Regions from separate parts of the Mus musculus genome. Here all the other regions are linked to region 2. The links are chromatin contacts, called in public promoter capture Hi-C maps. All regions are on one chromosome and are shown on one strand. Each heading gives the region's core, a stretch centred on a gene start, on an enhancer-like site or on the middle of the called end of the contact. The rest is flanking DNA. Distances are from core to core; before and after follow the strand shown. Region 1 holds the start of Pcf11 (PCF11 cleavage and polyadenylation factor subunit). Region 2 holds the start of Kctd21 (potassium channel tetramerisation domain containing 21). Region 3 holds the start of 4632427E13Rik (RIKEN cDNA 4632427E13 gene).

Evidence for each region. Promoter capture Hi-C pulls out the DNA fragments that hold promoters and counts their contacts.
Region 1: a contact with region 2 is called in a promoter capture Hi-C map of pre-B cells, with 5 times the contacts expected there. The contact joins the promoter of Pcf11 here to the promoter of Kctd21 in region 2. A contact is called at or near these places in 2 of 39 promoter capture datasets (liver and pre-B cells).
Region 3: a promoter capture Hi-C map of pre-B cells shows a contact between it and region 2. The contact joins the promoter of 4632427E13Rik here to the promoter of Kctd21 in region 2. A contact is called at or near these places in 1 of 39 promoter capture datasets (pre-B cells) and 2 of 484 Hi-C or Micro-C datasets (CD4 T cells and CD8 T cells).

Annotation. Positions count from the first base shown.
Region 1 is chr7:92,667,332-92,671,311 of GRCm38.p6, reverse strand. It overlaps Pcf11 (PCF11 cleavage and polyadenylation factor subunit), which reads left to right and starts at 1,400. Exons shown (of 16, transcript NM_029078.3): 1 at 1,400-1,883. The coding sequence starts at 1,692.
Region 2 is chr7:97,330,636-97,334,214 of GRCm38.p6, reverse strand. Kctd21 (potassium channel tetramerisation domain containing 21) reads right to left here and starts at 1,892. Exons shown (of 2, transcript NM_001039039.3): 1 at 1,844-1,892. Usp35 (ubiquitin specific peptidase 35) reads left to right here and starts at 2,106. Exons shown (of 11, transcript NM_001177412.2): 1 at 2,106-2,378.
Region 3 is chr7:92,739,709-92,743,679 of GRCm38.p6, reverse strand. 4632427E13Rik (RIKEN cDNA 4632427E13 gene) reads left to right here and starts at 2,221. Exons shown (of 2, transcript NR_015510.1): 1 at 2,221-2,618; 2 at 2,704-2,974. Rab30 (RAB30, member RAS oncogene family) reads right to left here and starts at 1,966. Exons shown (of 5, transcript NM_029494.2): 1 at 1,838-1,966.

The sequences.
Region 1 (3,980 bases), core at 151-2,650, 4.7 Mb after region 2:
TCTTTGTCGTCTATCCGCCGCTATTCTCCCTTCTCTCAAAGACATCCATGGCCATGGTCTGATGGTCGTGTTCGGTTTATCTTTTTCTCTGCTCTGGATTCTCCAGATGCCATGGCAGTTCTTTCTTTATATCTACAATAAAAGCCTTCCCTTTAACCATAGCATGGAGTGGACGTGTCATCAGTTTGTGTGTGTATGTGTGTGTGCGAACTATCCCTCCACTGTGCTTCATAGTTCACTAAGGCTCTGACAAACTATTTGTTTTGTGTATCTTAAAAACCAGATTATAGAAATCTAAGGTATTTTTCCATATATCTCAGATGTATTTTTTTTTTTTTAAACAAGGTCTCTGTACGTAGCCTTGGCTGTCCTGGAACTCACTCTGTAGATCAGGCTGTCCTTGAAATCAGTGATCTCCGTTCTGTCTCTTTAGTGCTGGGATTAAGTGTTATGTTTTTTTGAGATAGGGACTCGTTAAGTAGCCCTGGCTGGACTGGAACTTGACATTTAGACTTGACAGGTCTCGACTCCAAGAGATCCACCTTCCTCTGCCTCCTGAGGGCTGAGGTTCAAGGCCTGAGCCATCAAGTATGGCTCAGATATTGTATTTATTCTAAGGCCATTTGGAAATGTAGCAGATTGAAGAGGTGAGTGCTATTAGGTTATTGTGAATACCCTTCCAGAAATGTGACTTCTTCAAAAGATCTCCAGCTCCTCTGGGAAAGCTTTTCTCACATAGCACCTCCTAATAAAAGCATTTTCCTGGGGACTCAACTCCTGCAAGCCTGTCTAGGTGCTTTTATGAGTGTGGCAGTTAGCAGGAGTTACTCCAGTCTGGATTCCGGGTAGGGCAGGCGTCTCCGCCTTAATGCCTGAGGGACAGCTGGCTCAGCGAGCCCCGCCCAGGCTCCCGGGAGCACCTGAGACGGGGCGACTGGCCTTGACTGGAGGCTTTCGCTCTTCCAGCTCATGCCAACCCCCGCCCGCACCCAGGAGGCAAGCGGGAGGAGGATGGTTGATGGAGTCGCCCAGTGGTTGGAGGAGTGCATAGGAAGGGGCCTGGTGCAGCTTTCATAAACTGGTTGGGCCGGTCCTCTGGAGCCTCCGTCCTCTACTGGCTTCCCTGGATGGGTTGTTATGGTAACAAATGACCGAACAGTCCCTTACGAATTGGCCAATGAGAGCCGACCGTCCTTTGCACCGCGTCTCCGAGCCGGAGGTGTTGCGAAAGCCGAGACTCGACCGAGGAAGAAGGCGGTGCTTGGACGTATTGCGGAAGGGCCGGGGGCGGGGCCTGTGACACGCGCGGGCCAGCCAATCCCGCCTGGTGTTTCCAACGGCCCCGCCCCTTACCGCACATTTCCCCTCCCCTAGTTCATTTCGCACGACGCAGCGGTTGGGAACACAGACATTTTCGGAGCTGGAGCCGCCACTGCCGCCGCCATTTTGTGTCTGTGGAGAAAGAAGCCCCGGCGGCGGCTGGAAGCGGACGGAGATTCCCCGTGAGGCTGCGGCGTTTCTTCCCCGAGGTTCCCCCTGGGTCGTCCCCCATCCCCCCTCCGTGGTCAGCATGTGGTGAAGCCGCAGCCGCCGGAGACCCGGGGAGCGAGGCCGAGGCGTCGGAAGGGAGGCGGGGTGTCGAGCGGCTTCAGCTTCGGCGGCGGCGGACCTCGGAGGGGGGCCGCGGCGCAATGTCAGAGCAGACGCCGGCGGAGGCCGGGGCTGCGGGGGCCCGGGAGGACGCCTGTCGGGATTATCAGTCGTCGCTGGAAGACCTGACCTTCAATAGCAAACCGCACATCAATATGCTGACCATTCTAGCCGAGGAGAACCTGCCCTTCGCCAAGGAGATCGTCTCTCTCATCGAGGCCCAAACCGCCAAGGTTTTTATACACCCCGCAGCCTCCTATTCTTCTAATACTCCTTGATTTTAGTGTCAGCCTCATCCCAGGTCTCGCTTCCATCCGAAGGGGGACGGAGTTCCTCCTCTCCAACCCCCCACCCCCGACTCGGGCTTGGTCTTTGGCCCCGGCTGGGAGCGTGGGCCTCTTTCGGGAGGGAGCGGGGAGGATGCAGGGTGGAGCCCCATTTCCGCTTACCAACTCCCTATTTAGGCCACCTCTGACTACGTCCCCACGCTCCACGCATCGGGGACAGCCTTTCGGATGGGGGAAATACTTAGAGGCAGTTGGTGTTTGGGGAGCGAAAGAGTTAAAAAACAAACCATCTTAAGCCCTTGGGAAGGTGGGGAGGGGCTTTCCCTCAGTGTCCTTTTTGGGGAATTGTGCTCTGTGGGTTGGAAGGAGGTGAAGGGGGACCTGGGAGCGAGCTGTCGGTGGGTTGGGTATAGGGAATTGGCCCCGAGTGGAGCAGCGGCCTGTTAGCTCAACATGGCGCCTGCAAAGCACATGATGCGAAAGGGAAGAGAGGAGAGAACCCATTCCCTGCCAGCCAGGCAGCTGCTCTCACCCGTCAGCCCCATTTTGGGGTGGGGGCTGTTGGATCAAACTTTTATTCTCCTCTCGGAGGGTCTGATTTTGCCCCAATGGTAGGAAAATTGGGCTGAGGATGGGGTTTGGGTGTGTGGGGGAGGTCTTATCCAACCTGTAGGTGGAGAATTGGCCCAGTGGGTAACAAATACTTGGAAGTTTCTTTGAAAAATTCAGTCCCTCCTTTTCCTATTCTCGTTTTCTCCCTTCCCTGATAGTGAAGGCTTGCTTTTCTTCACCCCTTGAGCGAAGTGGTCCTTTGCTACCTTCTGTTTTCCCTCTGGTCTTGCTCTTCTGTGGATTCATGTGGGAGCGATATGTTATTTAAGTAAAGTTACTGTTAAACTTAGTTTATATTGAGTCTTAACCGTTTCCCAATTAATACGTTTTAAGTTACTTTTCAAGCTTGTACTTAAGGTTTAGTTTTTTTTCTCTAGTTGTTAGTGATTGCAATTATCAGGATGAGCCTCCTTTTAGCAGAGTGAACCCCTTTTAAAAGGCCACTTTAACAACAACCACCAATATGTTGTTTAGAGACGGTTTCTGTCTAGTGTACAACTGAGTGGTCTGACTCTAATAAATGGTTTTGAAATGTGTGACTGGTATTATAAAATTTGTGAATAAAACATATAAAATATGTATTTGTCTTTTTTATTTACCTTTGTAAGGTGTAGAATCTGTTTCCAAGAATTTTTACTTTTGTGGTTGTGTGTTTTAAACAAAAGTCTTTAAGTGACTTGGGTTCATTCTTCTTTAGGTCCATCCACTCTTTTGGGTAAATCAGTTCACAAGATACACGGTTTCACGTGGTCCTTTCAAATCTTAATTTAAAGAGGGGGAAAAGGTTTTTTTTTTTTCTTTAAGGGCCCAGCAAATTTATCGTGTTCATTTTTGACAGCTAAAACAAGTCTTCACCTTTTCCTGTCGAATGCCTGTGAAGCAGCTGGTTTTTAAAAGTAGTATGAGGTTTAAGAAGGAAGTGCTCCTCATACCCAACTTTTTGTTGATAACTACATACATGTTGGCAGAGAAAATATACCTTTTTTTTCCTTGTTGAAGACTTAACATTAAATACCTTTAAAAAAAGAACAGCACTTGGATTTATAAGAACAAAAGTTTTCATACTATATTTTGGGTTTTGGTATTCACAGCACTTAATATTTAGCAGCTCAGATTGCATTCAAAGGAGACAGCTTCTTGCTGGTTTTAAAATGGACCTACAAGACCTTGGAGAACTGAAAACTTTATGCATTATGTATTTGTGTGTTTTGTTACACAAAGTGGTGAAAATAGGTGGACTACTTTTTCAAGTCAGTTCAAAGTTTTTGAGCACATGTTTCCTGGTTATTTTTGTAAAGCCAGACTAAGTGGCAGATGTAAAAGCCCCTGTGGGGAAAGACTCGTAACCTGGGCCGGGGTGAGGGGAGGGCTCGACATTACTTGGTAGCAACTGGCTTGGTTTAATGCTTCTGGGAGTATATGTTTGTGTCC
Region 2 (3,579 bases), core at 643-3,142:
CTTGACTTCTAGCCTCCCCTTGGCCAGGATTTTGAAGGAAAAATCTCATCAGGCTGCCAAGCCTCACCTGTAGCACCCACACCATCCTTTTTGACTCAAAGCACTTTATGCTCAGTACTTAGCACAGTACTTTATGCTCAGTACTTAGCACAGTTAACCTAAGTAGGAGCCTGGCTTCCCTGCTGAAGAAATCCCTTGCTATCCCCAGAAACTGGGGCTGGGCAGGGAGTAGGGAAGACATTTTTTTTTTTTTTTTTTAACTTTGTTTAGTTAGACCTATCTTCACCTTCCCGGACTTGTGCACCAACAGGACTATTTATGTCCCTGTTTTGGAGATAAACACTTTAAAACTTTTCATTTTGAAAATACTCCCTTGAATTTTCACTTTGGAATCAAATGTGTAGGACAATGTCTAATTGGCTGTCATGCTGCCAAGGCCATGGTGGCTTCCACTGTGCAGGGGAAGGGACAGAGCACCGGGTTCAAGTGAGTGACGACTGCCGATCACCTAGCAGCTTCCCAGCCTTACCCAGGGTGATCTCCAGGATAGGGCTTTGGCCCAGAGCTCTGCAGACTTCCCCTTCATCCTTTCACACCCAACAGCTGACGGCCACCTTGCCCTGTCCTATCTCTGAGAGGCCTACAGGCTGCTCCCCTCAGTTCACACAAGGGGCACTGGGATTTGTGCCCATCAGGGCGGGGTGGGGGTGGGCTGGAAGAAGAGACCACCCAACCTGAGGCATTTCCTTGCTTGCACAGAAATGCTTTGTTGAAGATGGTCCCAACACCATCCCTCAACCGCAGGCAGAACTTTCCCTAGCCACCCTGGCTCATCTTGTGGTTTTCCTCAGGCACCCACACCTCCTTTCAGCTTTCTCTTCCTGTGGCCTTCCCACTCCTCCCAACAGTGATAACTGTAAACAAAGGGCTTTCAAATAGCTCCAGCCTGAAGACACCATAGAAGGGTTGCCTTGTAGCTGGGCATTGAAAGTGCTAGGGCACAGGTCCTGGAGCACAACTTTGGATGGGTGGGGCATTGGATTGCCTTGTAGCTGGGCATTGAAAGTGCTAGGGCACAGGTCCTGGAGCACAACTTTGGATGGGTGGGGCATTGGGTTGCCTTGTAGCTGGGCATTGAAAGTGCTAGGGCACAGGTCCTGGAGCACAACTTTGGATGGGTGGGGCATCACAATGCTTGCTTCTTTCCTGTCACCCCAGACCAAACCTCTGTTTCCCCTGTGGGCAGAGAAAGGCAGGGTCTTTGAAGGCTTTTGGGGGCAAGTCACTTATCAGGTGTGTTGCTCAACTGGAAACAGTTATCACGGTGAGGCCTTGGCGGGATGTGAGTAGAATGAGTATGTGTGTGACGCACTGAGCTCCAGGGATGGGCTCTTTATTTCTAGTCACATGGAAAGAATGGTGCTGTGTACATCCACACGCCCTGGGTTCACTAGAGCTGGGAGGGGTCCCTGTCATCCCTGTGGTCCGCCTCGCGCTCGCCCACCTAACCCAGCACCCACTCCTCAGCTCTGGAACCGGTCCCTTCTGATCAAACAAGAGGTCCCCTTCTCACCTAGAGACTCGGCTCCTCTTCCTAACCCACCAAAGGCTCCTCCCACAGCGCATCCCTTTCTCCAGCCCCGCCCCTCAGGTGGTTCGGTCTACCCCCTCACCCCGAAACGCGCCCCTCCCCCGCGGCCACGGGCGGGGCTACCCCATTTCACAGATGAGAACAGCGAGGCTGCGACAGATGACCTTTCACGGCAGGACAGGTGCCCGGAAAGACATGTATGCGTCCGCTGGGTCCAGAGCCCTCCCCGAAACCCCTGCGCACCGCACCCACCTCCTGCCCTCGCTCGGCAGCCTCCCCTCCAGCCAGCGCAGCTTCGCTAGGGGGTGGGCCGGGCTGGGGCAGGGGCGGGTCGTCCCGGGCCGCGCGCTGGCCGCCGGGACTTGTAGTCCCCTCTGCGTTCCTTCCTGTGCCGCGTGCCGGGCCCGGACTCCACCTCCCAGGAGGCTACGCGGAGAGCCAGCCCCCTACTGGCCCGCCCCGCCGGCACTGGGACCAGCTGGCCTTAAAGGGGACGCGGCCCGACTGGGAGCTCGCAGGGTAACCCCCGCTGTGGCTCCGCCCCGTTTCCCCGCACCTCACCCCTCTCCCAGTTCCGTCCCGCAGCTCTGAGACCGCGCAGTTGCACTGCCCAGGTCCATCTAGGGTTGTGCGGAGCGGGGTGGGTGGAGTTGGACATCACAAAGTAGCAGCAGCATCCCTGCGGTCTGGGACCCCTCGGTAGGGGAGCGGAGGACCCGCCCTGACCTCGACTGGCCCAGCCTAGTCTAGTCCGGCCCATGCGCCCCGCCCAGGAGTGGGTTCTAAGGTAAGGCCCTCTGAAGTCTAGGAGTTAAGGGGGCTTTGGGTGTTTGAGTGCTCATGTCGGGGGGCGGGGGCAGTGTCTGCACTCTTGACATTTCGAGTGCTCCTTACTTATCTTTAGGACTCTGAGAGCACGAGATTGGAAGGTGGGGGATCTAGGTGCTTCTGGGCCTTTGCTGTGTGACCTTGGCCTTCTAACTGCCCCTCTCTGAGCCTTAACCATCTCCTTCATCAACTGAGTAGTTCCAGCTTCTGTACCTCTCAGTCCTGAGAGCAGCCACAACTAGAACCATGACGCCTGGCAATCTTTTTGCGGAGAACCCCCAGTCTGGGCTAAACAGGCGTAAGGAAGGAAGAGAGGGGGCCCAACTGGAGTAGACACTGAGGATCCAGAGGCAGTCTGATCATCTTTGTCCTGGAGTCCGGGGGCCTTGACATCGCTTGCAGATTGCAGAACTGAAGCTTAAGCGCCTGTCCTCCCTCAGAGAAAGTCTGGGCTGGGAGTGGGGGCTGGGTTAGCAGAGGTTAGTGAGTGGTGGCTCTGTAATCAGGGGCGAGTGTGGACAGTCCCAGAGGGGACTTCTCTTCATCTTCTCTTCCATCTCTCTAATTCCTCTTCAGTAACAGGGTTGTTCTTGCCTGTCACTAGCAAAGCCCTCACTCCTGTCTTTCCAGGACCCAGCCTGGGGCTGGTCGAGGCCTCCTAGGGGGAAGGGTGCCATGCTAGGGTTGCCTTGGTAAGACACTGAGTTAAAACACATTCTGCTGCCAAGAGACCCGAGTGAACCCTGGCGTCCATAGGAGTCAGGGTGTGGGGGCATGAATGTGAGGGGCTGAGAGGACAGCAGATGAACCCCCTCCTCCCCAACGCAGGGCAGGGACCTGCAGACCCTCCCTCCTCCCCTTTGAGGAGATCTGGGAACAGCAGATCCAGGGGCTAACCAGGAGCTGGGGTTTCTTATTGTTTTTTCTGCCTTGTTTGTATGGGCCATTTCTGGAATGGCTGAGTCTTCTTTGGCCTCTGTGAGGTATCTCGCAGATGTTCAAGGGTCATGGATATTAGAGTCCAGGCCCAGGCTGAGGAGGGACAGGGACTGGCCTCAAGGTAACTCTGTCTCTGGATACTACTTTTCTGGTCACATCTTTGATTTTTATCTCGTTTTGTTACCAAATGTCTCTCATCAATATCTAGGCACACCTAGATA
Region 3 (3,971 bases), core at 972-3,471, 4.6 Mb after region 2:
TCAAAGAGGACTCTGAGTAAAGATTCACACATAGCCTACATCCTCTAACTCCAGGGTTCCTTCCAGGACGGCAGGATGAAGGTGTGGAGGGCGGTGTGCAGAGACTGGAAAGTGACTTAGAAAAAGAGATGTGATACTCTCCTGCCACAGGGGAAATCCTCAAAGAGAAAGGGCAGTATTTACTACAAATAGACTAGGGGGAGGGGAAACGGAATCTGAAGAGATGAGAATTGGGTAGGGAAAGAAAGAAGGGCACAGAAGAGAAGGGCAGAGTGCTATTACAGAGCTGTAGGAAGAAGCAAATACAGCGTGCTGGTTTTCCCCCAAATCTAACCACTACCCGCTGCGCTCCCAATAAATCCCTCCACTTACAAAGCTGTCCTTTGCATTCGGTAACATGAAGCATTTAACAAAGTGTCACCCAGCAGCTCCAACTTTGGAGACCTGAGCATCTCAATTAAAAATGAATAAAATTGGTTCCCAGAAGCGAAAGACAGACAGTAAATGACTTTTCCTCTAAAGCTGGCAGAGGCTGTGAAAAAAGCTTTAGCCTTTTGGAGTTAAGCAAATACTCTGGCGGTTCTCCTTCTTTTGACATTCCTAAAGGGGGTGTGGTTGACCCAAAGTCCATTCATTTCCAAGGTTGTATATCTCTCAGCTAAGACTGGCCCCATCTGTTCCGGAGCCAGCCAGCTGTTTATCTCAAAGGAACATATTTATTGCAGCGTTCATCCCTGTAACTCTTAAGAGGAGAGCCAGCATCATACAAGTCAGAATGTTGCCTGCCTTATTAAACGTGTCAGTTCGTTGGAAAACAAAATTCAAACAAACAGCACACTACCACGCTCCCTAGTTTCCCAGGTCAGGTTCTCTGTCCTTGGATACCTTTCATTAAAGTCCAGTAACGGGGTGACACAACATTCAACTTTTCCTTCCCCTAAAGTGTTAAAAAGAAAAAGAACAAGAAAGCACCCAGGTTCCTAATCGATTCCGTCTGCAAACCGTTATTTCTGAGTGGAGACTAAGCCTCAGAAACGGCAGCTTGTTACAGTACCATTGTCAGTGGCAAGAGCCTATCGCGATGTAATTTAAAACACTCACACAAGCACAAATTCTACTTCCAAACCATCCCGAATCCCGCAGTCGGGAGAACACAAAAAAATGAAAACGCTTAACAAAAATGCAGCTTCTAGCAGCCGAAGAGATCCTTCCCTAGACACGTGAAATATTTCTGACTGGCACGGAGTGCACCATTAAAGGACACTGTCACCTCAAATCAGCAGGAAAAGGCGAGACAAACGACACAAACATACAAACATAAAATAAAGCCCTACGAAACTTAAGCGACTCAAGAGAAACCTGCTCATCTTAAAAATAGTGTGTGCTAGTCCAAGCGACACAAATGTTCTCAAGAAGTACGGCCACATTAAATTACTGTCTCCATTTCTCCCCACACATCACCCTTTCCCACTCAAACCTCAGCACTGGGGTCGTGGAATGACAGGACTGCAGTCCCCCACCTTTGCCCTCCTCGTGTTTTCCAAGTGCACTTCCCAACATCCTTCCCAGCCCAGCCCCCTCTCCTAGCCTTAAAAAGGTTAAAGGGAGTTGAAGCAAGGAAATTGGCAGGCACCAGTCCTCTGGCGGGGGCAGGTTGCAGGAGTTGTTCTTTGCAGTGACCCAAATTGCACAGAGCTATTTAGCTCTTAGCAGCGCCGGTGAGAACCTCCCGAATCCATACCCCCATTCCCGGCCCCATCTTCTCAAAAGAAAGCCTTGAGAACTAAGCGGGAGGGATAACTTGGGAAAACGATTTGAATAAATCACTTCAACTCACCTGGTTTGGGATTTTTCTCCCCACCCCAGGCATAAAAAGAAATGATATACGAATGAGTCACGCACGCAAGAGAAGGTGCTGCGGTGTCCTAAGTCCAAGGACTGGAGTCAGTCCCTGCCCTGGTCCTGCTGCTACTCAGGGCTCAGCTGGAGCGAGCGGCAATAGCGAGCCCAGCAGCAGCAGCGGGGGGGCGGGGGGTGGATAGACCGTAGCACAATGAATGCAGTAGGGTTTTGCAATGACATCATCCCTCTGTCCGAGCGGCCCCAATAGCCATGCTCCAGAGCTGTGCACTCTGGGATCTGTAGTCCTTTGAAGTCCGGGAGCGACGTAGAGGCTACAGCTGGAACTACAATACCCAGGATGCTCTGGTCAGAGCGCCCAGAGAAGAACTGGACCGGCCGCCATGTTGGAGCCCTGGAGCTGCGGCGAGCCGAGGTTTCGAGGGGCTCGTGGAGCCGAAAGGTGGCATGGTGAGAATGGTGAGGCTAGGATGTAGAACTTGATAGCCTCGCGCACCGGCTAGGACTGAACGGAGGCTACACTGGGGACCTTCAGGGCTGTCGAGCCAGAAATGCCATCGCGAGTCGGAGTGAACCGCAACCCGCTGGGGTTGCACAAGGCCTCGCCACCCCGGGACACAGGGAGTCGCTTTACTGAGCGTGGAGAAACCCTTAGACTTCCTGGGGAGACTCTCTGGGCAAAATGTGTCTTTGTTGTGGTGTGGGGACTCGGGACGACGGGCCTCGCGCCTGTAAGACGAAAAGCTCGCGTGCACCCTGTGAGTGGAGCTAAACCTAGGTTATTTTTATTTATTTATTTTTTGCCTTGTCATTTTTCTTAATCCCTCATGATCATTTCCTCAGGTGTCAGACCCCTGCTCCCACCACTGAATTTTCGTTCGGTCGTGAATTGCAAAGGGCCTCAAAGAAATCCTTTGCTAGATAATGTGATCGCGAAGGGTTGTGGAGCTTGGCCCTGAAACTGACAAAGGAAGGATCTACCAAAAGAAGTTAGCACCTAACCTTTCTTACCCCACCAGCGAACGTAAACGACATTGAAAAGGGACTGCAAGTGAGCAGTCTTTCTCGACTAACGCTAAATGAACTGTGCTAAAATACTGCGTATATTCGAAGTTGATAACTGTGGAAAACTTCCCTTTTCTTTTGTTACCTATATTGTGCAAAATAATGTGTTTTGTTGTGACATCTTCGTGCAGATAACGTTAGTTAACACATCATCCCCTTCCCTTAACCACTTGGTACCCTTACCGATGAAAATACATTCAGAATACTTAAAGAACTTTTGAGCCTATTTGCTCAGCATCTCAACACCTTTTCTCCAGTAACTCAAACAGTACTGTGTGTTTGTTTTTCAGGTTCTGAAGTTCACTATAGAAAGATGCCAAAAGACCTACTGAGGGTCTCTGAAAAGTTAAAAATGCTGATATGCGTAATTTGAGTGTTTTATTTTTCCCCTCCTGAGCTTTTCGAAGGAGATGGCTAGCTCGGTGGTGAGGATTCCCACAGCACAGTCAAGACCCTGGATTGTATCCCTAGCACTGGTCTGTTTGCATCAGTGAAAATATATACGGTGCCTCTGTTAGAAATTAATAAAGTTCCAGTAGGTCTTCCTTTCAAAAAGCTAGGCAGGCTGCTTTTTAAATTTCCAAAACACAACAGGAACCTTCAAAGATATATGGAGATGATGGTACTTAAAAAGGACGTTTTTTCAAAGATTGGCTTGTGGTGTGAGAAGCAGCCACAGAAGTGGCAGATGCCATTCTTGTGGATTCAGCAACGTGAAGCCTCAGAAATACTACGCTCTTCTGCTTGTAATGTTGGTAAGTACCAGAAGGAACCAATAGCTACCATTTTCTTTCTGTCCTTTGATGGAAATGTAGAAATGGTTCAAGCTAATGAATCTTTGTTTATATGAGCAGTAACCTTCGTTTGAGTTATGTGGAAGACTGATTTATTGAAAGAAAATAACAGGATGGGTGAAAATAGTGTGGAAAATGGGGGTGATATAATGTAATGGCTTCTATAATTTGTACGTGATTGAGTACTTTGAAGTATTTTAGCCTTCTCTATAGTGGGTAGTCAACCATAAATGCATGGAAAAAATATCAGTG